3 separate regions of the Mus musculus genome follow, and regions 1 and 2 are each linked to region 3. A link is a contact called in public Hi-C data. All regions are on one chromosome and are shown on one strand. Each heading gives the region's core, a stretch centred on a gene start, on an enhancer-like site or on the middle of the called end of the contact. The rest is flanking DNA. Distances are from core to core; before and after follow the strand shown.

Region 1 (4,808 bases), core at 442-2,941, 86 kb before region 3:
CCACCTCTGAGCTACACCCACCTTTAATTGTCATATTTAACAAAGGAAATCAGGCTGGGAGTGGTGGCACACGCCTTTAATCCCAGCAGTGGCAGGAAGATTTCTGAGTTCAGTTCAAGGCCAGCCTGGTCTACAAAGTGAGTTCCAGGACAGCCAGGGCTGTACAGAGAAACCCTGTCTCAAAAAAACAAAACAAAACAAAAAACCAAAAAAAACCCCCAAAAACAAAAAAACCCAAAGGAAATCAATTTTGCCCCAGACACACACACACAAATTAGGGAATTGAAGATCAACAGCTGCTTATTACAAATAATTCTAACAAATTTGAGGAGGCAGAAATATCCTAATATTACACCTATGAATAACCAGGCAAATATTCTAAATGTATTTGCATACTTAATGAGTCTTGTTGATTTAAGCAACAGAAGTAACTTAATTGTAAGCTTAGCATCAGTGCTCTCTATTTCACTTTTGCACACTGTCTGTGCATCCAAGCATTATCTAATTGCTCAATCATTGGTCTGAATAGTCTACTTGAGAAAGACATAAATCCTTGTGACTTGTAACATGGTACAGAGTTCGTGAGGTTGAACCGTTTTAAGCAGATGTCCCTTATCATCTTGTTTAGCTGAAGACAGTTTTAGACCCATCACTGTGGACTTAAAGCAAGCTTTAGAAAAACTGGGGAGTTATTGAACTCATAAAATCAATGTAAAAATTCTAAATCATAAGGCATGTGGCCCTGCCTTAAACAAACTGAAGAACCATGCTCACTTTACTTTTATGTAACAAAGTAATTTTAAAGACACTCAACCAAGACAAAAAAAAAATCTTCTTTTATCTTAGAATGAAAGCCCCTCTTCCCTCTTATCTTTATCTGTTAGATGGGCTATTATGCAAATATACTTTTTAGTGTCAACAAGAAGAAGCACAGCTTAATAACTATTTTCTTTCTTTTAGATACTTTGACTGCTTATCTGGCCTGCATCCCTAGAGGGAGCCTGCAACTAAATACTTCATAAAAAGCAATTAATCTTTAAAGTTTCATGAGAGAAGGAAAACAAGAAGCAAAAGAAAAGAAAAAAATGTGAGGTATTCAGGCTCAAAAAATACAAAATCATTTTTGAAAAAGGCTAATTATGTTCCCTTTGCAAGAGAGGAAAGAGTTTTAGAAATAGGAAAATAAATACTCCACATATACACACAAAAGAACACGACATGTGGTTGGTTTCGACATCATTTGAGTCCTTGACAATTTTATCAAGCCATACAATTACAATGTCAGCTCTTATTAATCTCCAAGTACAAAAAAACAGAGCAGGCCTGACTTCTGAGGTTAAACAAAAGTTTTCACTCTTTAAGACAAGCAAGACAACAATGTTCTCATGAGAGTTTCTTCGTTCTTTTGTTCTGATCCACTTCCTGAATGAACAATCTTGTTCATGTCAGAATTTCCCCCAAATGGCAATAGCATTTCAAATTCTCCCTGAAAAAAAAAATCGTGCCATCTGAAAAACTAAGGGTATGTTATTATACATGGAAACTCTAACAATGAAGGAGACAGGTGTTAGCCTAGAGTGGGCTGGGCTGTATGAGACATAAGAGACCCAAATGGCCTACGAGGTACTTGGCTTGATGTCCTGGGAGTCTGGCGCAAGACCAGCTGTTGCTGATCCAAAGATGGATAAAATCTTCCAGTTCAGTGCAGCTGGAATGCAACAGAGCGTTTCTCAGGCAAACAAAGACAAAGGCTGAGGATGAGCCTTATACGGGCTTTTAAAGTAACCCATGGAGACATTCATTCACACTCCAAACACAGATTCTCTCCCTACCAAATACTGCTCTCATAAATAAATACTTAAAATGCTGGTTGGTCAGGTATAGTACGAAAGAACTAGAAAACAAGTTTACCAAATAATAAAATCATTTGTTAGCTTTATGTCGCTACAGCAGGATGCCCAAGAGAAATGCTTTAGAAGCAAGCCGATTTATTTTGACTCATGGTTTCATCTCTGTGGTCCTGAGGGGGAAGCCAACTATCACGCTGGAAAAGAATAGTAGAAGAAAGCCCCTCACCTCATGGTGGTGGAGTGGGAAGGAGACAGAGAGAAAATGAGACTCTAAGGACAATACAGACCCTTGAAGGTGTATCCCCATAACCCACTCTTCCCAAACCAGGCCCCACTAGCCCATTCAGATATAAACTCACCAATGAACTGATCCATTGAGGTTAACACCTCTCAAAAGCATCTCTCAAAAGCACTACTGGCTGGAACCAAGGCATCCGCATACAAGCATGGGCTGAGGGTGGCAGGCTTCACATCCAAACTATGAGGAACACAAGTCTGGTTCCATAAAGGAAGTAAGTTTTCCTCCAACACGGGTGGCATACATCTGCTCTCAGGAGGCTCCTTGGGAGGCTGAAAACAGGGTGAAGCACAGGGGTTTGAAAACAGCCTAGGCTATGAAATGGCATGCTGTCTCAAAGAAGAGGAAGAGGAGGAAGAGGAGGAGGAAGGGGAGGGGGAGGAGGGGAGAGGGGGAGGAGGGGGGAGAAGGAGGAGGAGGGGGAGGAGGGGGGAGGGGGAGGAGGGGGGAGGAGGGGGGAGGAGGGAGGAGGAGGGAGGAGGAGGGGGGGGAGGAGGGAGGAGGAGGGGGGGGAGGAGGGGGGAGAAGGAGGAGGAATCCTAAGGATCCACATTCCTGTGAAAGCAAAATCAACCTAACCCTGAAGGATTTCAGTGAAATTGACCTGAGTTCAATTCAGCATCTGCACATGGAGACACAAAAGGTCTCAGATGTGCATCACGTTAGTAGGTTGAGGGTCCTGAGCCAAATCCATAAAGACTCAAATGAACTTTGTTAAACTTCTATTTATTTTTAAAACTGCATTTATTCTCTCTCTGTGTCTCTCTCCCTTTCCTTCTCCCTGTACCTTCCTCTATCTCTATCTCCATTTTTCTTTCTGTTTCTCTGCCTCTTTCTGTCTGTCTCTGTCTGTCTCTATCTCTGTTTCTGTCTATCTCTCTGTCTCTCTCTCTCTCTCTCTCTCTCTCTGTGTGTGTGTGTGTGTGTGTGTGTGTGTGTGCTTGCTAGCTCCAAATCTTCAAATGTGACTATGTAACCTGGAGTGACTACAGAAATCAGAGAAGTAAAAGAGGGGCCCCGGGGTGGAGAAAGAGGAGCAATGGAGAGGGGCATAGCAGGGCTTAAGCCATTTGAAAGCAGAAATGGGGAAACTGGGGAGGGTTCTAACTAGGGAGAGGTAAGGAAAGTAATATGAAGAAAGAATGAAAAATAACAGCAAGAATGTCTGAAAAAGTCATAAGGGATAAAAATATTATCTACCTACCTAAAATTGCATATAATATATATACATCAGGTTATATATATGCATATATAGTTTAAGTGAAAGTATCCCATCTAGGTGGACAGTGCTCTTCCAAAGACTGATAGGCCATGGACCAGAACCCCAACACAAGGCACCAGAAGCTGTCTTTTGAGTTGTTGGTCAGGGTTGTTCAAGAGGCTCCCCAAACAGGCTACTGCTATTGCCTTTAGTTGCCTCCCAGAGATGAAGGTAAGGCCCTATTGCTGAGACACCATGCACTTTGCACACAGGACACAGGGGATTTGAACTAGGTCTGACCTGAAAGCCCTGCCCCTGAAGACTAGCTTTCATGGTCCCAGAAGGCAATAAGCAAGTTTCCAAGAGCTGGAAGCAACCAGTAATCCTACCCATGTATGACACCTCTGGATTAAAAAATGGCAAGAGTAGCACAATATTCCCAAGGGTGTGACACTGGCACGTATCCCCTGGCTGTAACCAACAACTAACTTAAGGCCTCTTCAACAAGATGGAAATCATGCTTGGTTTGGAAACAACCAACTTCTACGACTTAGTGTGGTCATGGCTCTTAGAGAGCTACCACTGTCAGCTTATACCAGAATAATTCCTAACTACGTTCTAAGTACTTGTCCTTAGACCTGAAATTAAGAACTCCCACCGAAGAAGTGTCTCATTGCAATAGAGATCACTACAGAAAATCAAACTGATGAAAATACAGAGGTTGTATGGCCTTGTGGTGCTCAGATCCAACTGACACAACACAGCCCCTGCATCTAACACCCAGGGACCACAGCAGAAGATAAGGGAGAAAGAATGTAAAATTCCGAGGGACAGAGAGTTGGCTATGAGATTTTTTGACTACTAGAAATGTTTGAAAAGTTATACACATAAGTCTAATTAACATGGCTTCTTAAACAAGACTTGAACAAGGATAACACCAATAGACAAGGTAACAGGAGAGAGATGTTTCATTGGGCCTCAGACAAAGAACTACAGAGCACAAGAAATAGCCTCCCTCAGGAAAGAACCCTCAGATTTGCTATCTAATACCAAATGGTCAGCCTTGAAATCTTATGCATACAGCTTCATAACGATTGAGAAGGTTGGGTTTATATATTTAGGAATATACATCCGTGTGTGTGTGTGTGTGTGTGTGTGTGTGTGTGTGTAAAACAACAAAGAAATAGAACCCATGAATTTGAGAAAAAAATAAACAGGTTGCAAGGAAATGATCGGATAGAAGAAAGGAAAGGGGGAAACAATGTAATTATATTTTTTTCAAATGTATGTTTTCTTTGTTTGGTTGGCTGAGTTTTAGAGATAGAGTCTTTCTGTGTAGCCCTGACTATCCTGGAACTCATTTGTAGAGCAGGCTGACTTTAAACTCAGAGATCACCCTGCCTATGCCTCCTAAGCACTGGGACTAAAGGTGTGCGCCATGACCACTGAGCTACACATG
Region 2 (4,464 bases), core at 918-3,417, 120 kb before region 3:
CCACACACACACTTACTGCTCTAGTCTGCACTGCACTGCTGTGAAACACCACGTGCCCACACACACACTTACTGCCCTAGTCTGCATTGCACTGCTGTGAAACACCGTGTGCCCACACACAAACTTACTGTCCTAGTCTGCACTGCACTGCTGTGAAACACCAGACCAGAAGAAGACTGAGAAGGACAGGGTTTACTTATTTTCTCTCACATGTCCCAAGTCCCAGTCCCTCAGTAAGGGAGGCCAGGTTCCAGCGATTCACACACTCTGTTTACAAATCTGTTCACTGGACAAATGAACTGTCAAAATCACATACATCTCAAAGTTTCCATGTCCTGATGACAGACAGTCAGCGCAGCAACCTGCATTTCTCTTTTCTTCTTCACACCCATCTTACACAGGATGAACAGCGCTCTGCAAGAAGGAAGAACTTGAGGCAGTGGTCCAGTGGAGAGTTTCTCCTGCAACAACAGTGACATTTGAGGCCACGTGTCTCTTACTGAGGATGGTGGGCTGTGCACCGTAGGGTGCTTAGAGCCTCCCCAGCCTGCACCCCATGAGATGCCAGGATTATCTTACTACCAACAAATTAAGATGACCAATAGATATCTCCCAACAAAGCCACTAGTGAGTGACAATTTCTGAGCTGAGGAGATCTGGTTTGCCAAACAAAATCTGTGGGCTTTTTGTTTAAGGTTTTTTTACTACCTTGAAAATGGGGGGTTTCATTATGTTGTCCTTAAATGAGGTGCTGCTTTGAAGGAGAGATTTCTTTTGTCCCATTTAATAATTAGACATTCTACGAAAGCTTTGAGGATACAGATTCCAGCTTAAGTCAAAGGCAGACCTCCGTGGCCACTGAGGAATGGTCTACCTGCAGACCCTCCCAGGCAGAAAACGACTCAGCATGCGTCACTTAAACTCCTGACATAGCTTCCTTGTTGTCCCTACTTGTCTCTGAAGAATCAAAGCAATCTAACCATGCACTTGCTTATAAACTTCCCAAAGGTTTTCCCTTGCACTAAATAAAATGCATTAGTTACATCCAAATTTGGGTGTATGGCCTGAAAACAATCTGGCCCCAGCTTCCTCTGCCATTCATTTCAGATTTCTTTCACAGCATGTATTACTACCTAAGATTACACTAACTGGCACACCTGTCTATTGCCTGTTTTTCCTAGCACTAAGCTCCATAAAGGTTGCAATGAACTGAATAGTTGTGTTCAGTGTTCCCGTTCTTAACTCCTTAGTCGTTCATGCATGTAGTAAATGCTTTATTAAAATTTCATGAACTAAATCAAGGAATTCTTAATTAACAATTGCTAGAGATATTATAGGAGGGACATATATACTTTTAGAAGGAAGGTGGGCTACCTGGTACCTAAAAGGACATGCTACAGCTAAGTGGCATACCGCTCCAGAAACTGAAGCATTTATAGTCCATTTGGACGGCAAGTCACTACAGCAACGGCAAATGAGCAGTCAAGCAAAAAAGTTAATGAACACAGCCAGACAGAGAGACAACAAGGAAAGGCCTTGAAGTTCTGGGTTAAGTTTAGGGAAATAATTTCCCAAACGAGCAGCCAGCGTGCAAAGTACTGAGAAAGTACTGAGGAAGGAAACTGAGGGGACACTTGTGATTTGAAATGGCAAGTTTGCAGCAGTATTTGATCCCGGAGTCCTAGGGACTACACAGAGATAGACTCGGTGATTCTGCGCGTTCTAAGGGTAAACGTGTGTCCGGGTGAACTGGGCCGGCCCAGAGCCGAAAATCCCGGTTCAGCCTGATGGGCATCTGCCCATAGGTGCCACTTGCTGCTTCCCGCCCATCTACATCTACACCTTCCCGACCGCCTCCCACGTGGAGTCCAAAGACTGACAGAAGGACGGATGAAAACGTGGTTCAAGGGCTGTCTGTCTCCATGGAGACCTCAGCGCCCGGAAGCCACGGCTGGCACCCTCGGGGTGGCCTGCAAGCTGCCCCGGCCGCGCTGTGGCGAAGTCGGTCCCCCGCGCCCGCGTGCCTGGCAGGCAGCGCGCCCGCGAGCCAAACCTCGTGCCCGAGGACGTCTGCAAAGCGTCGCCACCTCTGGACGAGACCCGGAAGCCCGTCAAGTCTACCGCGTCCCTGCGGCTTGTAACGTGGTGCGCGATCCAAAAACCGGTCCCCGGCGAAGGGAGGCAGGGCTGGAAGCTGGCACGGAAATATCGCGAGAGCGGCCGAGTGCCGCTCCTCCAATCAGAAGTGAGGGTGGGTTGTGACGTCATCAAAGAGGGCGTTTGCGAGGGGATTTAGAGAGCCCGCGACTAAACAGTTCTTGATAAGCGAGCCTATGATGGTGACTGCTGGGAATTGCATGCCCCTCACCTCCTTCTGGCTGGCAGAGCAGCAGCCTCCACACCTCTAGGTGTCAGGCCGACATTTCTGTTCCAACCCAGACTTTCTACATTCACTGTGCCCAGCGCAGAGACAGGCAAAATCTACACTCGGGGACGGTTGTGCCAGGGACGGGAACTGAAGCCAAGAGCAACGACTTGAACTCCACTGTCCGAGCCTTAAACGCTGCCTTAAAGGCTGCATCTTTTACACAACTCACAGACTATCTTGCAGTCCAGTCCTTTAAAACTGAGTAAAAATTAGAGACCTATATCACCTTAGTAAGGAGCTGGGACAAGGGACAAGATCACAGAACGGACAAGATGCTGAAAAGGCCGGGATGCTGGCCTGGGCTCTGAGATACATAGTTGGGAAAAACAATGAAAATTAGGTTCATCAGGTGGATGGCTTTTCTATCAAACTTTGTATTTCTTTGTGGTTTTGCCACGTGTATTGTGAGACCCTGACTTAAAGCGTTTCTCCTTGAAAGGTAAAGCCCCTAAAACATTTCCCCAAGCTTGTTTTCCCTGACCTATAAAAATACAGCTAGAAAGAAGCTCTTTGTTCTCTATAGCCAGCAAAAAGCCTTTTTGTTTCTATACTTTACAACCAGAGATGCGATAATTGTAAAAGACCCAGCCAGCACTTGCCTGGCTTCCTGTGCCAAGGACTCAGGGTTAGGGTTAGGGGAAGATAAAAATTCAGAAAGAACTCACTCCCCACTCCTTCTGCCTTGTAAATTTCACCAAGGACACTCCGCCCAACTCTTCCCAACTCCTCAGCTAGCTATTAAAAGCCCCCTACTGTCACTGGGGTCATCGGGGTCGGGTCAAACTCCCCTGACCTGCATGGCGGAAGGAGTTTGTCCTCAGCTAGCTGATAATAAAACCTCTTGCAGTTTGCATCAGTGTGATTTTCTCTCCCGTCTTTGGGGTGCTGGCCAACTTATCCTGGGACTTGAGCGGAGGCCAAGCTTCAGGGGTCTTACAGTATCACTAAACAATAGCTTGGTTGATTTTGTGTCTGTTATCCACCGATTCACATCTTTTGGCATTGCTTTCAGGTCACTCACCTAAAACTGAGTGGTGACAATTCTTTGACTCACTGTTAATATGCCGTTCTCTACTGTGCTGCATTTGTGCTGATATATATGGACATTTGCTCTGGAGGAGTCCAGAGCAGAGGGGTGGGAGCAGGGCAGGGGACTGGACATAGCCGGGGATAGGGAAGCAGGACGGATGTGGCAAGAATTGTGTAGGTTATTAGTAGGTTATTATCAGGGAAGCCTGGCTACTGTTAAATTAGAGGAGGAAGTGGAAAAGGCCAGGATACTAATCTGTGCTCTGAGATGCCTAACCAGGACCTGTGGAAAAGGACCAGAAGAGTTTGGAGGCTAGCATTGGCTCTGGTGTGCACCAGAGGTGCATGTCAACAAGGAGGAAGATGTCTTCTTTGCCAGAAGCAGGGAAAATAGGAGAAAGGCTCTTCCTGACAGACAGAAACCATTCCTCAAATTTCTGAGGAACGCTGAAAATGTCAGCAATTCTATAGGGCAGCATGAGCTGAGCCAAGACTGTCATTTTGGACCAAGTCAGTGGGCCTGCTTTTTAGGGCTGCCTGGGGTTTTCCTAATAGTAACAAACTACTGATAGTCTGGGGGTCCTGAAATGATACAGTCTAGAGGTTTGGGTTAGGTTAATTTTTTTCAGCCAGCTAAAGAATTAAAATGCAGGAAAAATCTGGAATGCAACAGTAGCAGAAAAGAAATCTCAAACAGCAGACAGAATCAGCAGTTGAAGAAAATCCCTACTCCCTGGTCAAAAATAAGTATGGGAATTCCTGAGGGTGGTTGGATACTGCTGGCCATGGATAATGAGATTTGCTGAGACAGTCAAGCCCCTCTATGCCAGCTCACGGACAGCCCAGTCCTTAGAATGGACTGAGACCGAACAGAGGGCCTTCAAAGCCATGAAAGGCCCTGATGTCTGCCCAGCCCTGGCCCTCCTAGACATTACTAAGCCTTGTGCATGAACGATGCCAGAGGCACTGTCAAGGGGATTTTCATGCAGACCCGGGCAGCCTGGAAA
Region 3 (4,381 bases), core at 662-3,161:
GTAATTCCAGGTGAAGCATGGCTACTCTAAGAGGGTCTGGTGCATGCTTGTTGGAAAGGTCTTGTATTATTTCCGCAATCAAGAGGATAAGGTATGTACCCACTCTAATATCCCAACGAGAGAAGGAATTTTGCATGTGCTAGCTTAAAAAGCTTTTCTTTTTGGCTTTTCTGTTGCTAGGGGAAACGGTAGACTTTTTGGTAGCTTGGTGTCATCTACATTTATTTCTTTTTTTATTAGATATTTTCTTTATATACATTTCAAATTTCAAATGCTATCCCGAAAGTTCCCTATACCCTCCCTCCACCCTGCTCCCCTACCACAGTAACCTGCTTGGCCTTTGCTTTAAACTTTGGCTTAGTAGCTTGTACCTAACGTACTTCCTAAGAACTGGAAGAGCAAAGCCTTGTTTTACTGCTAACATTCCTTAACAGCTTTCCCCAGGGTTCTGCCCAATTAGAAGAAGCTACAGGGTTTGAGCAGCTCGGCTGTAGGGTCTTGGATGCCTGGATGCCTCTTACCAGTCCATCCATTTACGTGTTATATCCTGTCTATTCATTTTTAAACTAATATCTGCCTCACACCCAAGAACTGGAGTAATCCTCACTCTGAAAGTAGAAAGATAGGCCATCTACCCAAGGTAAAAGGGTCACAGGTCATTGTGGACACTCAGTCACCTTGGTGTTACCACAATTACATGAATTTAGCCAATATCGATGAGCCTCAAGCTCGTATAGAATGACGGTGTCAGCAGCCTGTGGCTGGTCAGTTAATGACCCTAGACTCGGTCCAGTGACCACGTGGGTCAGTTATTTCCCTGGTCCCTTTTCTCAGGCTGTATTCTCAGGTCTACCAGCTGGATTTAACATTCAGGCCATTGTTCTCTCATTGCCGGTGGCGTGGGAGTTAACAGTCACAGCTGTTAGAAAGATGTGTCCAGAGGAGCAAGGAAGAGCTTGCATGGCAGTGCTGCCTGAAGCGTTAGGCCCAGTGCAGAGCGACATTCAGCATTCCCTGCTAGACTGATGTTCAGAAAAAATGGGCATTAAAGTTCCGATATGGAATTGGGGCACAGTTTTAGAGCAGTTCAGTAAGTGAATTTATCTTTAGAATAAATTGAGGGGATAGAGGCCAGGGACTGGATGCTCTTCTAGAGGACCTGTTTGGTACCCAACACCCACACTGAGACAGATGCTCGCAGTCACCTGTAACTCCAGTTCCAGGGAATCTGCCAATCTCTTCTGGCCTCTGCTGGAACCACAGACATGTAACATAACATAGACAGACAAACACATACGTATAAAATAAAAATCATTTTTTAACACTCAAATACATTCCATGTGAAAGACAGTATGTTTAATTAAGTAGTCCTTAGTATTAACCAGCCACCAGGTAGATTTAGCACAAGATAATATTTATTCATTAAGGCGTCTCTGGAGTGCCATGTTCCACTGCCTCCAACTTTTACTCTGAGTAAGACAGGACACACTGGAGGATTTTGAGCAGAGCTGCCACAGTCTCATCCTCTTTAACTTAGGAACAGGCTGGAGGGAACAGGGAAGATTCTAATCAGGAGACTGGTAGACTAATCCAGTCCGAGACAGCTGTGGTTGGTGGAGGCGCTAATCAGAAACAAGCATATATTCTGGAGGTCTTGTAGATGAGAACTTATGTCAGCAAAGTAAAAGGGTCAGCAGTACTGTCAGCGTTTTTGGCCTAAACTTTTGGAAAGATGACATCACTGAGGGCAGTGGAGACAGCTGGGGGAGCAGGTGGCTGAGGGAGACGCCGAAGGGAGCTTGAGATGCTGCTAGACATCCGGGTCCAGATCAGACTGGAGTTAGGCATCTGGGAACAGCTAGCATAGGCTGGGACTAAAGCCATGAGCTTAGATGAGATCACCCACTGCGTGTGTAGGTGGTCAGGACAGGGAGGCCAAGCACAGAGCCTTGGAATGCACCACGGAAGCGGAGGAGAGAGCGCACATGTCTTTGTGGTTAGGACTGGCTTTTTCAAAGAATTGCAGCCAGTACTTGGAAAGCTGATGCAGGGGGATGACTGCTGTACCTGCATGTATAGTAAGGCATTGTCTCAGCATCCTTCCCGGCCAAAAAGAAAAAAAAAAAGTAATCTCTGCAAACATTTTTGAACCTGGCCAAATATTTTAGGAGCTATAAATCTGAAGAATGCCCTGCAATGTCCTTAACTAGCATAGAAGTTTAAATACATACAGATCTACTAACTGGCGAGCAGGGGAGGCATGCTATGTTAGTAAAAGAAAGAGTAAACTTTAACAAAACCAGCTGTAGGAAGATTTGCCTACCCTTAAATTGCAGTGGAAAGAGCTACAGCCTTTCCCAGGGATGTGTGACACACTTTGATCAATGGTCTGAGAACTCAGGTCATCAATGGGGGTCTAAGCTAGCCTCTGTACCAACTGCCTCGTTATGTCTTTCTGTGGACAATCTGGAGCCTATGTCTACATTTTACCTCTTGATTGACTAGCTTAAACCAAACCACTCACCAATCTGTGAGGAAGACAGTCCACTGAGTATTTAGGCTGAAATATAACTGCATCCTGAGCCAGGAATCCGTCACCAGAGTGCATCCTGGTTATTTTTGCCTCAAGTGTTAAATGTCCAGTATTCACTCAGTGGTTTTATATCACAGTTAGGGTTTCTGCCTTTTGCTGTCATGTTGTGACAACATGGCCATGTTAGATTTCAGTGAGGTATTTGACTCTCAAAGCATGCCTTTTAAAGGAGAAGAGGAAAGGGCCGCAGTAACTTGTAAAGGAAGAGACAGACAGCACCTTCGCTCGAGTAACTGGCCTTCGCTTCAGTTCCCTCTAGGTCAGCTCAAACTCTGGGAGGCTAAGGTGGAAGAGGTGGACAGGTCCTGTGACTCCGACGAGGACTATGAGACCCGGGGGTGCTATCTGCTGTCCACTCACTACACCATCATTGTCCACCCCAAAGACCAGGGCCCTACTTACCTGCTCATCGGATCTAAGCACGAGAAGGTACCTAACATCTCCCAGTTCTTCTAAAGTGACTCAGACGTTATACTTCACGTACTGAGGGTTTCAGGCCAATTTTAATGGGATTAAGAACAAATTTGGGGGAGGAAAAAAAAGCCTTTTAATTTCTGTTTTCTGTGACTTTTTTTTACCTATCAGGAAATAATCCTCATCTAAACATGCTGGTCTTCAATCTATTGATAAAACTGTCTCAAGATCAAAATTAGTGGCAGTCGTGGGGGATGGATGCTCCTTCTGTGTACAAGTGTGAGCATCCCGGGCTGGGCACACCCAGTGAGCCTAAGGCTCTAACAGCTTTCATTCTTTGTTGTTTTTTTCCTGTAAAAACTTAGGTTTAGAGACAACAAAAGTGAATAACTATATTTGCTGTATGTATATAACTATGTATGACAAAGAACGAATCACAAATTGATAGGAAATAAATGGATTGTGTATGTATTATGTGTATTATTATGTTTGTTGTGTTTTGATGAAATTAGCTATTAAGGAAAACATAATTTTTCATTTTACACAATGGTCAAAAAATTAACTTCCGGATGAACTGAAAGAGCTAGAAGAATTTAATGAACTTTTTTTCTTTAAAAAGCTTTTATCTTTGAATCGAAAGTGCTTTCTAAGAAAAAGACACGCTGTGAGAAAATACGCTGGAAGTGGTAGAGACACTTTAAAAATCTAAAATCCAGGGCTCAGCAGTAAGAGCTTGCAACTCTCTCACAGGACCCAGCTTGGGTTCTCAGCACCCACGCGGAGGCTCACAGCCCTCACAGCCCTCTGGAGCTATGGTTTCAGGGGTGCCAATGCTCTCTTCTGGGCTCCAAGGATATGAGGCACCCAAGGGTGCACTTATATACATGCAGGCAAAATGCTCATGCACATAATAAAATAAGCATAAATATGTACTAAAATCCTTCATATCAAATAAGATTATAAACACAATTAGGTTATATTAGAAAAACTCAAAATAGTCCCTGTGTGGCTACTGTGTCTTGAATATACAAACAATAATGTCTTCATGTTGGTGGTTGTGTTTGAACACACGTGTCAGGCAAAGTCCTCCGTAGACATCGTTATGTTTGCAGTTACTCTTGCAGGAGATGGCTTTATTTCTACTCCCAGAGAGAAAAACAGCAACACTTGCCTGTGGAGATTTAGACCCATTTCCTGACTCCAGAATCCAGGCTGCCAAACATTTGTGTTTACTGTTTTCCATTTGGTTAAAACAAATTACATTTCCACTAGCAAGATAAGAGAAGGCTCACTGAAAAACTTCCTAAGGCAGTTAATCATGAGTAAAGAGAATTCTGACTTCTAGAATCAAAGAGATGGAAAGCATGAAAAACA

What was found. A called contact is a pair of places that touch in the nucleus more often than the background predicts.
Region 1: a Hi-C map of uterus shows a contact between it and region 3, with 2.7 times the contacts expected there. The contact joins two enhancer-like sites. A contact is called at or near these places in 5 of 39 promoter capture datasets (the 3T3-L1 cell line, the SN4741 cell line, hippocampal neurons and 2 more), 4 of 484 Hi-C or Micro-C datasets (the AML12 cell line, the HL-1 cell line, nephron progenitors and 1 more) and 1 of 115 datasets of contacts at active chromatin or transcription factors (embryonic stem cells).
Region 2: a Hi-C map of embryonic fibroblasts shows a contact between it and region 3, with 5 times the contacts expected there. The contact joins the promoter of Thada here to the enhancer-like site in region 3. A contact is called at or near these places in 4 of 39 promoter capture datasets (the 3T3-L1 cell line, neural stem cells and second pharyngeal arch cranial neural crest), 1 of 15 datasets of contacts at CTCF or cohesin (the NIH/3T3 cell line), 6 of 484 Hi-C or Micro-C datasets (the 3T3-L1 cell line, the C2C12 cell line, adipose-derived mesenchymal stem cells and 3 more), 4 of 115 datasets of contacts at active chromatin or transcription factors (embryonic stem cells, fibro-adipogenic progenitors, neural progenitor cells and 1 more) and 3 of 9 other capture datasets (adipose tissue, embryonic stem cells and pancreatic islet).

The regions. Positions count from the first base shown.
Region 1 is chr17:84,497,175-84,501,982 of GRCm38.p6, forward strand. It overlaps Gm41642 (a long non-coding RNA gene), which reads right to left. Exons shown (of 3, transcript XR_877064.1): 2 at 2,210-2,420. Among named protein-coding and RNA genes, the nearest start is that of Gm41642, 5.1 kb to the right of the region's middle. Within about 2 kb of position 1,692, at least 37 of the 459 cell types and tissues checked have an H3K27ac peak or open chromatin away from gene starts, as enhancers often do. A contact at or near this core is called in uterus, where this site is marked.
Region 2 is chr17:84,464,041-84,468,504 of GRCm38.p6, forward strand. Thada (thyroid adenoma associated) reads right to left here and starts at 2,168. Exons shown (of 38, transcript NM_183021.3): 1 at 2,054-2,168; 2 at 317-461. The coding sequence starts at 392.
Region 3 is chr17:84,583,455-84,587,835 of GRCm38.p6, forward strand. It overlaps Plekhh2 (pleckstrin homology domain containing, family H (with MyTH4 domain) member 2), which reads left to right. Exons shown (of 30, transcript NM_177606.4): 16 at 11-91; 17 at 2,843-3,022. Among named protein-coding and RNA genes, the nearest start is that of 4930500A05Rik, 33 kb to the left of the region's middle. Within about 2 kb of position 1,912, at least 46 of the 459 cell types and tissues checked have an H3K27ac peak or open chromatin away from gene starts, as enhancers often do. A contact at or near this core is called in the C2C12 cell line, adipose tissue, adipose-derived mesenchymal stem cells and 6 more, where this site is marked.